Linked DNA regions of Mus musculus: region 2 is linked to region 1. The links are chromatin contacts, called in public promoter capture Hi-C maps. All regions are on one chromosome and are shown on one strand. Each heading gives the region's core, a stretch centred on a gene start, on an enhancer-like site or on the middle of the called end of the contact. The rest is flanking DNA. Distances are from core to core; before and after follow the strand shown. Region 1 holds the start of Gucy1b2 (guanylate cyclase 1, soluble, beta 2). Region 2 holds the start of 2700070H01Rik (RIKEN cDNA 2700070H01 gene).

Region 1 (4,846 bases), core at 151-2,650:
CCTGTCTTCACTGGCTGGCTCCAGCTATGCTCTGGAGAGGCCAGACCCTCAGAGACACCAGGACTGAGGGAAGCTGCCTCTTCACTCCAGAAGAGTGATTTTGTGTACTTGCAAAAGCTAGAAGACTCTGTGCTGATTCTCTGTGGAGAGGACGTGTGGTCCTGAGAAAATGTCTCCAAGATAGATGATTTCCATAATTATGCTTCCCAAACCTTCCCACCACATTCAGCTGACAGCTCTTTCGGCCCTGCCAAGTGTACTTGCTCTGATCCCCCCCTCTTACAGCCCTCAGCCCCCTCCCCGCTTTTACAAACACACACAAACACTCATGCTCACACTTCACAATAAGCAAATGGTTAAAAAAAAAACCAACTCCCTCTTTCTTTTTCATGAAGCAGATGGTAGGTCTCAGGAACTTGGTGGAAATTAGGCTTTCTGATTTTCTAATAAATTTTAGCATCTCACATAAGAAGCACGAGCTCATTTTCATTCTGATGTTAAGTACCATATGGCCCATCATCCAAGGAACGTGGCAGCTTCATACCCAGAGTGATGTGGAAGGGAGGAGCGTCCCTATGAGGCCAGTGTGTATAAACCAATCGGATTCCAGGGTGAATGCCTTTTGATAATAATATTGTATATGGCAGAGGACTAATTATCCCTCTTTTATGGTATGTGTTAATTTTCTCTGCCAGTTTCCCTAATTACAACTGCCACCCAAAGGACTACTCTTTGTAAATACTCTGTAAACATTTGAAAAGACACAGACAGCGTGTGCATGAGGAAGGCTGTCCCTGGCTTTCGAAGCTGTCTGCAAGATTAGCTGGCATCTCGTAGGTTTTTCAGATGCATTAGCAGCTGGGGAGGACTTGTTACTGTATGGGAAGACACCCCTCCGTTCCCATGACATCACGGGCTTCCCTGTATATTCTGGGATCATTGTTTTGAGAGACCAGTTTTTTGGCTTTTTGGGGGGTTGAGAGGGTTTTATTATTTTGTTTTGTTGTTTTGTTTGTTTGTGACTTCCTTTGTTGCTCTGAAGTGAATAGTCTCACAAATTACGGCAAACATATATGCTAGCATAACTCATACCCAGATATAAATGGAGTGTCTGCATTGTCCAGCAAGTTCCCTTGGTGCCCCTATTCAGCCACCCCCAACCTCTCCCACTGCGCTCCTCACTGTACCTGTAGATGGGTTCGCTTGCTCCTAAACTCCGCTCGCAGAGGCTCATACAGCACACCGTCTGCTGTGTCTGACATTTTAACTTTTAGCGTATACTCAGCACACAACACTTCAGACATCACCATCCTTTCAATTAGACAGGTGTTTGTAAATACAACCTCATCACACACACACACACTTCTGATTACATGTAAGCTGACCCAGCAAGACAGACTTAGCATCCTGTGCGATGAGAAACAAGCTTTCATTGTTTAGAGGATACCACATGCTTAAATAAGCTTTAGCTATTGGTTAAGGAAGCAATGCTGGACAAGGCATCTCGCAGGGGCAAGGATCTGCGCGGGCGGAGAAGTCCCACCCTTCTCTGGTTTGACTGACTGTTTTCCCTTTGCATCTGTGTAGCATTGTACGCTATCTGATTGACTCCCCTGGCGTGGCTAACATCTCACTGACAGGTGGCTAAGTGGGGATAAGTGGGCTAAAGGTAAGGCTGGGGTAAAAGCCAGGCTTTCCAGCCAGTCACCATGGGACTGGCTATTGGCCTTGCCATTTGGAACACTGGGGAGGGAAACTGTTCTCCATAGTAGACTGAGCAACAGGGCAAGACCCTGTCTTTAAAAACAAAACAAAATGAAACAAGAGTGTCGGGAGAGCAGCGTTGTGATTGGTGCTTGTAATCTCTAGGACAGCTGAGGCAGGGGAATGGGGAGCTCAAGGCAGTAAGACCCGTTCTCAGAAACAAACAATAATTATTAATAATGATGATAATGATAAATACAGTCTGAAACAAAGGCTCCACATTTCTTCCAGACCTATCTCAATAGTTATTAATTCAGCATGCAAAAGTCAGAGGAGCCAATCCCAGAAGACAGTCCATCCCCCTAAACAGCCACAGCGGACAGCCGTGCTTTAGACCCATCACAACAGCTACGGAAATCATTTGCTTTTAACCACACGCTGCGCAGTACTGGGTCCCGCACATTCCTCCTGGTTTAGGATAAATCACACAAAACTGCTGGGTTTTCACCAGTGGGTGTGAGCAATGTCATTAGATTCTACGTAATTTCCTTTCCTCCTTACTGTGACCCTGTAAAGTTGGTCCTCTTACCATTAACTCCCTCGAAAGACAAAACAGTGGTGCAGAGAAACCAGAGGTTTTCTTGTAGCTGCCACACTGCAGCAGCTTAGTGAATCAAGTGATATCCCTTTTCTAGGAAAGTCAATAATACTTGACTCTTTCAAAAATAAATGAGATGGATGGATGGATGGATAGATGGTAGATAGATAGATAGATAGATAGATAGATAGATAGATAGATAAAAGCTCTCTCAATCAGGTACACTGGAAGATGGAGTTTTGATTTGCATGTGGACCGGGACTTGGGCACTTACTCCTTTCATTTCGCATCAGCGCCTTCGCTTGGGATCCAGAAAGCCAGAAAAAACATAGGCTTTTTCCACAGTGAGGACGTTCACCCACGAGCCCAGCTCGCCTCCAGGCGGCGTGAACCTGCTCTACCTCATCCTCTCTTCAACTTGCTTTTTAAAATTTCAGTCGGTGGCCGACCAGGAATTGTTGGACGCGAAGCGCCATCGTGTGGCCAAAGTTATGTATACCTACAGATCCTAGTAAGGTAAGGGCGATTGATGTTCATAAATCTAAAAGCATTGTGATGTGCAGGGGCTCATTTGAGACCAAATTCAGTCTCTTTCGAGTTTAATTGAATCTGATTTACTTGATAAAGAAGAAATCAGGTGACCTGATTGCAAACAGGTCACACTGTACTTTGCAAACAACTGGTTGGCACTTGAATGCAGATGCTTTGAAAACCTGAAAAATGTTAGCTGCAATAGTGACCACGCCCACTGTGCCTCAGCTGCTGCTGTGAGGACTCCTGCTTCTGCTCAGACCTGATTCTACATCGGGAGCTAGATCCAGGAGCATCATCTACAGACAGGGAGGTGGCGGTCCGGGAGGGGACAGGCCTGTGACTTTGGGGGTGGGGTGGGGTATTTTCATCACAGTGTCTTCCTGAAAGTGATTTTCTTAAATCATTCTTCTTCCAGCAGCGCTTAGAAAAGCATTCTTAGAAAGTTTCTTCCACTACTGTTTTAAGTGTGTGACAAAATGAATAGCCTAGGTGATAATTAATATGCCTTCATTATAACCAGCTAATGATGACTATGGGCCCTGCACTCTGACAGGCAGTGATCATCTAATTATCACCTCAGCACTCTAAGTTAGAACGTTACAGCTGTGCATGTGAGGTGCACTGACGTTCCAGCATCATTACAGAACAGAGAGTCTGAGTCCAGCCTGGGTCTTATCTCAGGCAGACAGCGAGGCCAATGATGCCAGGCATGTTGGCACACATCTTTAACCACATCTTTAAGGCAGAGGCAGGATCTCTCTGAGTTCTAGGCCAACCTACTCTGTGCATTGCATTCTACACCTATCAGCTACATAATGAGGCTGTCTATAAAAGGGGGAGAGAGGCTAGAGGGATGCCTCCACTCACTGTCCTAGCATAGGAACCAGGTTTTAGAGCTAGCAGCTACATTAGGTGGCTCACAACTATTTCTATCCCCAGCTCCAGGGGGATCCGGTGTCCTCTGCCTCCCTAGGCACCTGCAGACACAAGGTCCACATAAACTCATGCACACACACACACACATGTATGTATAAACACATACGTATTTTAATTGAAAATAACAGAGCTAGGCATAATGGTTCAAAGTCATAATCTAAACTATTAGGAGATCGTAATGATAATAATTGTAATAACAACAACAATAGTAAAGTATCATGATTATACTAGCTTCATATTTGGGATAAATAAGACCTTACGTGTCCTCAGCACACCCACAATGCTAACTGCTTGCTTTTCATTCATCTCTCACATCCATCTTGCTCTTCTGCTCCAGGATTCACCGCAGTCCGTGTCGGGCATCTCTGATCACTCTGCTCGGCATTCGCGTCTCATGAATGAATTTAAGCTCTGAGTTGCTTCGATCCTGCCTCACAGCCTCCGGCACAGAGCATGCGCAATACAGCCTGTCTTAGTTAGGGTTTTATTTCTGTGAACAGACACCATGACCAAGGCAAGTCTTATAAAAAGCAACATTTAATTGGGGCTGCTTACAGGTTCAGAGGTTCAGTCCATTATCATCAAGGTGGGAGCACGGCAGCATCCAGGCAGGCATGGTGCAGGAGGAGCTGAGAGTTCTACGTCTTCATCCAAAGGCTGCTAGTGGAAGACTGACTTCCAGACAACTAGGGTGAGGATCTTATACCCACACTCACAGTGACACAGCCATTCCAACCAGGTCACACCTATTCCAACAAGGCCATACCTCCAGATGGTGCCACTCCCTGGTCCAAGGATATACAAACCATCACACAGCCTTAGCCCGAATCCCTCTCTTTTCCCCAGACTCTTTACACAGTGATGCCCCTTGCTGTCTCCAGACCTTATCTGAGTTCTTCACTTTGTTCATTCAGACCAACTGTCCATCAAGCCATCTACAAGGTGTGATTAGTGAGGTTCCAAGCACTGCGGACAGTAGCCCAGGCTACGTTCTCCCTCTTGCAGGTCCAAGTGAAGTGGGGCGTGTTGGTGTGTGAGTGGACGAACTCAGGTTAGGTCGCTGTGAGCACAACC
Region 2 (4,803 bases), core at 2,067-4,566, 600 kb after region 1:
TTCCTCATCCCCTCTCCCCCAGTTCCTCATCCCACTCCTCCCCCTTGCCTTCGAGAGGGTGCTCCCCCACAACAGGCTTCTCCTTTCCTGGGGCCTCAAGTCTCTTGAGGATTAGACACATCTTCTCTTACTGAGGCCAGACCAGGCAGTCCTCTGCTATATATGTGCAGGGGGCCTCAGACCAAGCCGTGAATGCTGCCTGGCTGGTGGCTCAGTCTCTGGGAGCTCCCTGGGATCTGGGTTAGTTGAGACGCTGGTCTTCCCATGGGGTCGCCCTCCTCTTCAGCTTCTTCAATCCTTCTTCTGATTCCACCCCATCTTCTCCTCTCCTCTTTCCCTTGCCACAGTTCCTGCTTAAGTCTTTAATTCCCAGTATTCCTGCCCACCACCACCACCACAATTCCAGAGCCCCACACCCCCATCTCCCTTTAAAGCCTCCTTCCTTCTCCCTCTTATGGCCCTTTCTAGCCTCCTGGGCTCTACAGATACTTCCAAATTAAATACATAAATCCTTCAAAGCCAGGACCCACACCCACATATGAGGGAGAATATGTAGCATTTGTCTTCTCCTTCTCCTTCTCCTCCTCTCCCTCCTCCTCCTCCTCCTCCTCCTCCTCCTCCTTTGTTTTTTTGTTTTTTTGTTTTTTGCTTTTTCCAGACAGGGTTTCTCTGTGTAGTCCTGGTTGTCCTGGAACTCACTCTGTAGACCAGGCTGGTTTCGAACTCAGTAATCTGCCTGCCTCTGCCTCCTAAGTGCTAGCATTAAAGGTGTGCGCCACCACTGCCTGGATAACATTTGTCTTCTCGGTTACCTTACTCAGAGTAATGCATTCCAGTTTCATCGTTTTTTTTTTTTTCCTGCTAATTTCATTTTCCTTTGTGTGTGAATCACATTTTCGTTATTCATTCATTCAATGGACATATAAGTCGAATCCATTTCTTTGTTAATGTTTTTGGAATTATTTATTTATATGAGTACCCTGATGCTGTCTTCAGACACACCAGAAGAGGGTGTCAGACCCATTACAGATGGTTGTGAGCCACCATGTGGTTGCTGGGAATTGAACTCAGGACCTCTGAAAGAACAGTCAGTGTTCTTAACCACTGAGCCATCTCTTCAGTCCCCCAAATTCATTTCTTAATGACTCACACAATATTTCTAATCTTCGAAACACCCAGCTAGATCATCAGATATTCCTCATTCAGAGTTGGGTCACATAACCACCATCCAAAAGACAGTGAGGCGAATCAAAATGTCCCCATGTTCGACTCACCTGCACAGATAAACAAACAAACAAACAAACAAACCTCTTCTCAACAGTAAACAACAAAAGACAACACATAGAACAAGGGTAACAAGGAACAGGCCAACACCTGTGAAGATGGCTTTAAACTTTGAAGAAGGAATCAATAAAAGATGTTCAAGGATGCAAAGATAAAGACATCTAATACAGCATCCTGGTCACCTCCTTCCTGTCAACTTTAAATATGAGTGTAATCCCACAAAATCTTTGAATCACGCAGACTGAACCTCAAGCTCCTTAATAAAGTTTTTAAATAAGATTGTCATCAGAAATTCAGAAGATGAGGAGTCCGCCTAAGTCTCCTCCTAGATATCCAAGCCTTAACCAAGGAAGCCGATAACAGGACGTGACCAGCTGCATTGACAAGCAGCAGAGGAAAGACAAGGACCTTTCAATTAATAGGACCAACAACAAGTCATTCGGTCAGTAGGGACAACAATACATTGTTCATTAATTAGGGATGCCGCTCTGAAATAATAAGGCTGGTGGCTCATGCAGACCTTATCCCAGAATAAACTCAAAATGAATCAGAGATAGGAAATTATAAAGAGGGAGCCATAGGATTGCTTTATCATCATTTTACCTGAAATAGAGCACAAATGGCATTTTAGGAACTAGTAGGCTACATCAAGTGAATCGTTCTTCCCATGGAAAAGGCAAGAGGGAAAATAACCAGAAACACAACAAATAATAAATTCTTAGAAGCTGGTTAAAAGTTTCAAGTAAAATCTTTCAAATGTTAATTTTAGAAAGTCCTTGAGATTACTTCTATGAAGATATGATGTGTGTGTGTGTGTGCATTTGCATGTGTGTATGTTCGAGTGAAATGTGGGTGGTGTGTGCATGCATGTGCGTGTGTCTGTGTGTGTGTTGTGCATGTGCATGCTACAACCCATGTGTGGAGGTCAGGAGACAGCTTTGTCGAGTTGGTTTCTTTTTTTCCCTTCCCTTCTCTCTTTGTACATAGGTTCTAGGAGTGGCGCAGAGATGACCCTGAGCTGTCTCACTAGCCCAATATTGGAGTGCTTTTAAATGGAACACACCCAAGCTAAAAAAAAACCTTCTGCTACTCACAACGCAGCATTGTAGGCAACCTCCCAGACAAAACAATGGGGAAGAGAAGCTGGGCGCAACAGTAACCCCACGGACTGCCACTCACTTGAATTTTAAGAACATGGCACTGTGTCCAAAGCAGGGAAGGGGCTGTTTCTGGTGGGTGAGTGAGGAGGAAGAGGATGAAGAAAGTGTTGAGAACACTCTGGGAACCTGTATATGAACCCAAACATTTTAAGAGCCCCTCAATCCACTTGCACACAGAAGACCTGTCATCCACAATATTTCTTAATGAGTTCTTGGGCCTCATAGACACATTGGGAGCTTTTAATCAGTGAGTGGAGCTAGGAAGTGGGTCACATCATCCCAGAAAAAAAAAAAAAAAAAGTAACTAACAAGCTTTCCTGGGTAGCCTCTGAAAACCCCAAAGAGCTGGAAAGGCCTCCTAGGATAACAACAAATGCTGGAAGTGTTTCAGAATAGCAGCACAGATGTCCGGGGGAGCATAATTGTTCCTTCTGCGTGTGGTAGGCTAGTTCAGGGTCCAGTCAGAGCTCACCAGACCCCTGAGAGAACCAGGAAAGAGGCTAGCCCAGCCTTTCAGTTGAGCTCCCATTTTCTCTTCCAGACCTCAAGCATGGGCTGCCTGGCCACTCCCTGCCCTCTGAGTCTCTTCTCATCATTCTCAGAATGAGGCACTGTCCAGACAAGACCCAGGCTGTCCACCCTGTGGCGCCAGCAAGCGGAGAGCAGACAGCAGGGCCCCTGCCTCCACCACCTCCCTTCCCCTGGCACCAAAACAAATGACCTCATCTGAGGAACCAGCTCCTATCAGCCACCAGCCTCCCTCCAGGCCAGCAGAGGGATCAACGGGAGGGGAGGAGGCTGGCCCTGGGCTCTGCCTACTTTGGCACAGACCTGGTTCTGCGGAGCATCAGCTGCCGCCTTTAAATCAGGGAGGCTTCGGCTTTGTTCTTGGGTCCTGGATACTGGGTGAGCCCTACTCCTGCATGTAGCCCCCCCCCCCCCCCCGACGTCTCCCTCTGTGCTATCCTTGGGTACACATAACTACAAAGGACAGCCACCACACAAATAGCCAACGAAGGACTGAGGAGGCTCTGTGTATGCATGTGTGCATGCATGCATGCTTGCATGCGTGTGTGCTTGTGAACAGCCTCAGGTATTCATTCTTGGTTTTAGACACTACTCAGTGGCCTGGAACTCAGCAAGAAGGCTACACTGGCTGGCCACCAAGCCCAGGGATCCACTGCCTCTGCCTTCCAGGGGCTAGGGTTGCACACATATACACCACCTGACTTTTTGTGGTTATCATGGTTTTGGTTTGTATTGATTGATTGATTGGTTGGTTGATTGCACGGATGATTCTGGAGAGTCCACAGTGCCTTTACTCTGTGCAAGAGAGTCATTTCACCCAGTCCAGAAATGGAAGTCTAGGATTCTAACTGTGCCAGGGCCCCATCACCCCCTGTTCTGCCCTGGCACTGCAGTGGTGTGGTAGAGGCCTCCTATAGGTGATGGGGTGGCAGCCATGTCCCACCAGATGATGTGACTGACATGGTGGCTTTGATATCAGTATCTTTTTCCAATCTGGTTCAGCATTTAATGATGGTGCTCATGATGTTGTCTACCCAGGGGCAGACTCTCGAGACTTCCACAACATGTGACCTTCAGCAAAGTCTTAGAACACTTCTAGACCTCAGCAAGTAACCTACGAGAGGCGGTTATGACTGGTCCTGTCTTCAAGCTAGGCTGCAAGAGTCAAGTGGCAACTGAATCAGTGCATCATGCCCAGCATGGAGGAAGCCATCAGTCATCCTGGTCAGTTATCAAGATCCACAGGGTGGTGGCCTCGGAAAGTGTGCGGCTCCATCTGACTTCTCTATCCCAGTCAGTCTGACTGCACCTCCTGTTGAGTGTGTGAATAGGGGCCCAGTGACCTTCCCAAAGGTGGCTGGCATCCCTGTATGCTGGATCGCAGGACCCATTTTGGTCTTTCTGTCCTTGCCCAGGCTAGTATACACAGTGATTATGTATGCATTGCAAGCACCTTATTATTAGAAGAGAGCAGGGGTGTGGCTAAATCGGTAGAGTGCTTGCCTAGCACACAGGAAACCCTGGGTTCCATTCTCAGCACTGCATAAACGGTGCTGCTCAGTGCTGTAATCCCAGCACTCAGGAGATGGAGGCAGGGGAATCAAGTAAGTTCAGGCTAGCCTGGGATAGCTGAGACTAAAAAGAGGGGGGGCGGGGTGGAGGAGAAAGTGGAAAAAGAAGAGAGAAGGAGGAGAGAAAGGACTAGAGAAAGTAATCGTTAGACAAGAGGTGGATTTTGTTCAGCATCAGGGAAGACCTGTATCAGGTCTCTCTCCCCTGGAGGGCAGCAGATGAAGAAGTGCTACCTTGGATGTTCCCCTAAGTAAACAGA

Evidence for each region. Promoter capture Hi-C pulls out the DNA fragments that hold promoters and counts their contacts.
Region 2: a contact with region 1 is called in a promoter capture Hi-C map of the C10 cell line, with 2.3 times the contacts expected there. The contact joins the promoter of 2700070H01Rik here to the promoter of Gucy1b2 in region 1. A contact is called at or near these places in 3 of 39 promoter capture datasets (the C10 cell line, embryonic stem cells and liver) and 1 of 9 other capture datasets (adipose tissue).

Annotation. Positions count from the first base shown.
Region 1 is chr14:62,454,889-62,459,734 of GRCm38.p6, forward strand. It overlaps Gucy1b2 (guanylate cyclase 1, soluble, beta 2), which reads right to left and starts at 1,401. Exons shown (of 17, transcript NM_172810.3): 1 at 1,188-1,401. The coding sequence starts at 1,310. Gm41172 (a long non-coding RNA gene) reads left to right here and starts at 1,579. Exons shown (of 3, transcript XR_874685.1): 1 at 1,579-1,669; 2 at 2,740-2,818; 3 at 4,110-4,292.
Region 2 is chr14:63,051,757-63,056,559 of GRCm38.p6, forward strand. 2700070H01Rik (RIKEN cDNA 2700070H01 gene) reads left to right here and starts at 3,317. Exons shown (of 3, transcript NR_046019.1): 1 at 3,317-3,350; 2 at 4,011-4,196.